Linked DNA regions of Hordeum vulgare: region 1 is linked to region 2. The links are chromatin contacts, called in public Hi-C maps. All regions are on one chromosome and are shown on one strand. Each heading gives the region's core, a stretch centred on a gene start, on an enhancer-like site or on the middle of the called end of the contact. The rest is flanking DNA. Distances are from core to core; before and after follow the strand shown.

What was found. A called contact is a pair of places that touch in the nucleus more often than the background predicts.
Region 1: a Hi-C map of seedling shows a contact between it and region 2, with 3 times the contacts expected there. The contact joins the promoter of LOC123444350 here to the promoter of LOC123444349 in region 2. A contact is called at or near these places in 3 of 6 Hi-C or Micro-C datasets (leaf and seedling) and 1 of 1 datasets of contacts at active chromatin or transcription factors (embryo).

Annotation. Positions count from the first base shown.
Region 1 is chr3H:476,236,880-476,239,844 of MorexV3_pseudomolecules_assembly, reverse strand. LOC123444350 (polynucleotide 3'-phosphatase ZDP) reads right to left here and starts at 1,299. Exons shown (of 13, transcript XM_045121039.1): 1 at 799-1,299; 2 at 655-690; 3 at 80-382. The coding sequence starts at 1,107.
Region 2 is chr3H:476,103,297-476,106,089 of MorexV3_pseudomolecules_assembly, reverse strand. It overlaps LOC123444349 (reticulon-like protein B1), which reads right to left and starts at 1,261. Exons shown (of 5, transcript XM_045121037.1): 1 at 952-1,261; 2 at 315-495; 3 at 1-142. The coding sequence starts at 1,159.

The DNA.
Region 1 (2,965 bases), core at 50-2,549, 130 kb before region 2:
AAAGTAACAGTTTAGCCCCCAAAGGAAAATACACAACAGAACTAAATAACAATGAAATGAAGCCTCCTAGAGCATAAACCTTAATGGAGTCGAACCCCTTGAGCTTCTCAACAGGGCCTAGTGGATGCGACGAGGTGGGGAAGCAGGCGACGTGGTACCACTTGGTGCTGTCAAAGCCACGGGGGTCATGGGCTGAGACGCCAATGCGAAGAGCGCCCTTGGCGATGCTTGCATTGCAGCCCTTGCAGGTGGATCGCGCGGACTTGGCGTATTCAACAGAGACACTTCCTTCTTCAGCCACCCCTGCTTTAGGTGAAACCTTTGCTTTCTTCGGACTTGGTACTTCCAATGGACTTACTGCAGTCTGGTCTCTCTTATTATTCTGAAAATGGTAGAATGTTCAATTTCATGGAACAGTCCATACTTTTATTTTAGGAAGCAAAACTACATTCTGTGAGGGAAGAAGCCAAATCTCTTATTCATTTGCTCATCAAAAAAATATTAATTCTATAATAAGCTGCCTATTGGATAGAAATTTGGAATAATGTAGAATGATCTAACATTACTCGAGATTGCAGGCAGAAATATTCAGCGCAAGAGTGGCAGGAACACCACAAACAGAACGGGCATTTCAACATGTGAGGAATGCGTTACCTTCTCAAGCTCTCGCAGCTCCTCGCGATCGTCATCCTGCACAACCCCCAAATACCCGAAGTTTAGCCTCAAAGCAAAGTAGCAAACAGATCGGAAAAAAATGAAATAAAGAAAGAAAGAAAAAAAAACGCAAGTCCCCCAGACCTTAATGGAGTCGAACCCCTCGACCTCCTCGACGGGGCCAAGCGGGTGCGAGGAGGCGGGGAAGCAGGCGACGTGGTACCACTTGGTGCTGTCGTAGCCCCGCGGGTCGTGCGCGGTGGCGCCGAGGCGGAGCGCGCCCTTGGCGATGGCGGCGCTGCAGCCCTTGCAGGAGGAGCGGCCGGACTTGGCGTACTCGACGGAGACGGTCGCCTGGGCGGCCGGCGAGGCCGACATTGCTCCCCGGGCGATGCGAAGGATGGCGGGGAGGAAGAGGAGGCTGGGGTTTCGGAGGAAGAGGGGCGCGAGCATGCGAGGTGGGGAAGGGATGGAGTGGAGGAGGGGGCGGGGACTGGCTAGGGTTTTGTGTAGTGTGGGTGGTCGGCGCTGGAATCACGGCGTGGTGGGAGGGCGGGAAGAAAGAGGAAGGTGGGGCGGCGAGCCGCGGTGGTGTTGGCCGGTGCGGGCGCGTTCTCCGTTGCTGCCGACTGCCTGCCGTCCTGTTCGACTGTTGGTGAACAGGCGTCAAGGGTCACGCTCGGCCGCTTCGGGGCGGCTGCATCGTGGACTGGTCTAGACTTGGGCTCGTTTAGGTCTTGTTTGGTTTCTCTAAATTTAAATGGGTTTGAAGAGAGGATTAATCCCTTTCAATCCACTTCAATTCCTTTGTGGGAGGGATTAATCAAACAAGCTTTTAGGTTTCTGCCAGTACCATTCATCTGTCGCCCGGTTAGAGTTAAAGCCTGTTTGGGATTGCTCTGTTTCTCAAAATTCAGCTATGTTCCAGAAAAGACAAGTCAAACGGATAGCTCCATGATATGCTGTTGTGAAAAAAAACTAGAATCTCGGGTACAACTTCAAAGTTTTTCTGAAGCTCCTAAGAGGGTGTTCTAAAAAACTCTTAGAAGCTGAAGTTGGGGGAAAATTACCCATCACTGTCACTAGTAAGTGGATACCCCTTCATTTTCTTTCCCCTCAACCAATCAAATACATTCTTTCCATCAATTTTTCTATTCTTGAAGCTGGAGCTACATTGAAACCAAACATTCTCTTGATAGTGCTATAGCTTCTATATGAAACTCCTTCAAGGTGAATTTGATGAAGTGAAGCTTATTTTGATGAATTGAAGCAGTCTCAAACAAGCCCTTAGTTTGAGCTAGTTGGGGATAACTAGCCCTAAAGTATTTAAACATGAGGATTTGAGCTAGTTGCATCTAATTCATTAAAAAACTATCCCATCTAAAAGATGCTAATTGGAGCTAATTCTTATGGGTTCATTAAATATCATTTTCTCTTTATCCCATCAGCCAAGAGGTGTTAATTGGACATAGTTTTTATGAGGCCCACTCAAAAAATCACCTTTCTCTCTTCATCAAGTACATATATTGTCAATCTAACCTTGTCATCCAAACACCTCTTTGACTAGAGTTACTTTAGGCTTAGTCATGAGCTAGAAACTAACTCTAACCTCTAGCTAAGTTAGAGTATCCAAACAGGACCTATATAACTTTAGCAAGAATATAATAATAAGCAATGCTAATCACCAGCCATCTCTAATCCTAGCGGAAAATAAGGTTGGGATCTCTCAGCCTAAGAGCAACTCCCTCCAACGCCCCCATCTGAACGGTTGGATCGGCCGTCCGCTCGGCGTTCGTCGTATTTAAGATTTGGATCGTAGTGCGTTCAACGCCCGTAATCCATATTTACCGTAATGGTCGACTGGACATCCTTTATAACAAATATGCACACGATTTGCATTATTTCAATGGTGGAGTCAAGATTAAAGCAAAGCCTGGACCCAAAATAATTCTTTTTGGCAACATGGGGAATTTTTTTAGCAGAGTACAATCGAAGCCACTCACATACACGAGCATACACTCACCCCTATGATCGCACGCACGCACAACCTACCCTTATGAGCATCTTCGAGAGACTAAGTTGGCACATCATCTTGAGATTGACGAAGTCGCCACTCACGCCTTCGTTGTCGACGGGAACGTCTCCTCCCACTGAAAGTACATCGCCGAAAGACCTGGAATAAATCCAGGAAAATGCAAGCATCGACGTCAAGTCTCGGACTTGAACTCTGGTGGGCAGGGGATACCACGGTCCTCATAACCATCCAATCACGGGTTGGTTTGCGGCAACATTATGACATTAAAAAATACAA
Region 2 (2,793 bases), core at 12-2,511:
AATGAGGAATTTCTTCAGATCACGACCATGACCAATCTCTCTCAAGGTAAACAGGCCCCGGTTGATCTCATGCCGCAGTGATAGGGCAATGTTTACAGTCAAGTCCTCCGGAATTTTCACCTCAGGAATGTTCGGGGGAGACCTAAAACATCATCATAAATACAAAGGAATATGAGAAGTGCTAAACAATCAGCAAATTCAAATGGCTAGTAAAGGACGGTGTGTGCAGGCATCACAATCAACAGCAGCTGGTCTAGCACTAGCATAAGTTCAATCGATTTTTTCCATCTAGATAGAAGTGAGGAGAAGCTCACTTGTGAATGAAAATGCAGACATTGGACCAGAGGAACAGGGTGGCCAGGGAGAGGATGAGGCAGTGGCCCACTAAGGTGAGCAGATGGTACTCCATGACCTCGAACAGCAGCCAGATGGCCGTAGCGCCAGCGAGCACCCCTCCGGAGATCTTCTTGTTCCTCCATAGAACAAGATCAGCAGCTGCAAGCAGAATGGAATAAATTTATAAAGCATTCACATCAGGCCAAAAACCCCGAATAAACATTTAGGCGATTAAGCATTCCAGATCTGTTCCACTGCCCCCAGATCGTCAGCAGCATATTAGGGGTTTAGAGTGACGACAAACTGTGCCGCCGCCGTTTAACCATGGCCATACTCGAATTAAGCACGCAAACCTTCAGTTTAATGCGTAAGAACTAACTCTAAACCCTCCAAGCAAGCTTTAGAACAGGCTGATGCGCTGTGAAATCACATAACCGGGGGGGTCCTATCGCTTCTTCCCATCCTAAAGCTACAGCTAGTTATGACTCCGTACCAAGCAATGAAGTAGCAACAGTTCGACAAGCGAGACGAAACGCGATCAGATCGAACCGGATCTAAGCACCAAACCATAATCAATTTCCGAATCTGGAACACGGAGCTCGTGGGGGGGCTTACGCTTGCCGCCGCCGAGGACGGCGTGGACGGGCTGCTCGCGGCCGAAGAGGCGGTAGATCTTGGCCTTGACGCCCGCCGCCGACCCCTTCTTGTCGTCGTCCGAGTCCGACGACGACGACGACGAGGAGCCCCCGCCGCCGTGGAACTTGTCGGAGATCTTGTCCATCATGGACTCCGCCACCGGCTCCTCCTCCTTGTGCTCCGCCATGCTCCCCTCTCTTCTCCTCCCACGCTTTTCTCGGTTAGTTTTCCTCTCCTTTCCTTTCCTTTCTTTTTCCCCTTTGCTGCGCGGTCACGCAAAGACCTCCGGGTGCGCGTAGCCTGGCGGCGACGCTTTATACGGCGCGCGACGCGATCGGGGCCGTCCGTCCGGGCGGCGCGCGGACGGCCAGGATGCGGGCAGGGGCGGTTTGGTTTGAAACTGGTAGGATTCGTCCACGCCGTACGCGACGCGCCCCAGCGCTCGACTTGGGTCCAGCTCTACCCTCTGGCTTAATGGCGAGTTAAGGCCGGGGCCCAGGTGGCAGCGGGACGAAGGGTGCGTGTGCGGGTGGACGGGAGAGGGGGTTAAGTTTGAAGACGCGGACGGGTAGGCGTCGTCATCGCAGGCACGTCGTTGCGGGACCCACGAGGGAGAAGGGCCGGTGGAGATCGCGAGGATGCGTTGGGCGGAACTGTGACACGTGGTGCGAGGCCGACATCCGTCGGCGCCCACGGTGGTCTTGTCGTCTCGGGAGAAGCTTCTTGGGCAACGACTTGGACGAGCACATAACTTGGTGGCTAAGCATTTTTCGTCCAGCAAAGGCTGATTCATGGACAGTACTGTTCATGGAGAATATTTTTTTGGACCGTCTATACGGTCAGGTACCTGAAACAATTTTCAGCGTCAATCCGTTTTTTCGGGTCCAACGGCAACGATCGGGCTTGCCACGTGTTCTTCTTCTTCCTTCCCCGTGCTTGACGGTTCCTCCTCCTCCGTGTGACCTAGCTCTAACCGACTGTCTGTGTCTTTCATAGCTAGTAAGCGTTGTGACGCACGTTCTTGCCGCACCACCCCTCGCTCGACTCCCCCCCCCCCCTTCCGTGTTGTCTATCGCCATCGACCATCCCTTTAGTCCATTCGATCTCCAACAACTCTGGTGACGACAACCGCATCCTCGCATCTGTGTAGTCAAGTGTCGGACTCGCTCCTGTTGGCTTTTGCCCGTTAACGGTTCAACCTCATCGGGGTCAGGGCTCCTCATTGTCGCTCCCCGTGTTGTCCCCGTCTTTGGCCTATCGTGAAAGCAGAACACACTAATGCGTCGAAATTTTCAGGTACTTGATGTTTGGCAAATGTGTTCTCTAATCCTTAGGATCTCCACTCATTAAAAGAACAGAGTTGTCCGATTAATTAACAGAAAACTCCCCAAAAAGTGACTCCGACTTTATTGCGGACGACGAACCAATAACTCTGAGACCAAACGAAGCACGAAAATCTTGCTCGCATATGTCAAATAAACAACTACAACATGTCAATGACCAGGAAAATCGGACTTCGCAACATGAGGAGCACACCTAGCATCATTACAGCCCTAGCCGCCCATCACGCGACATCGTTGACACTGTGTCACCCGACATCGCTGCAACTCTGATTTCACACTTAGGAATAAGTCAGATTGTAGGCGGTGAAGGCAAGCTATCACCCTACCCATCTTTCTACGACCATCATCGCCACACAAGTAGCAATATCAGTACCCCGCCATTGGTCGAGCGCGTGCGATCACGATGTCATGCATGTCCAGCACCAAGGAATCACAAGAAAGGTCGAGATCTTAAAGACGATGCCCCAGAGAGAGAAAA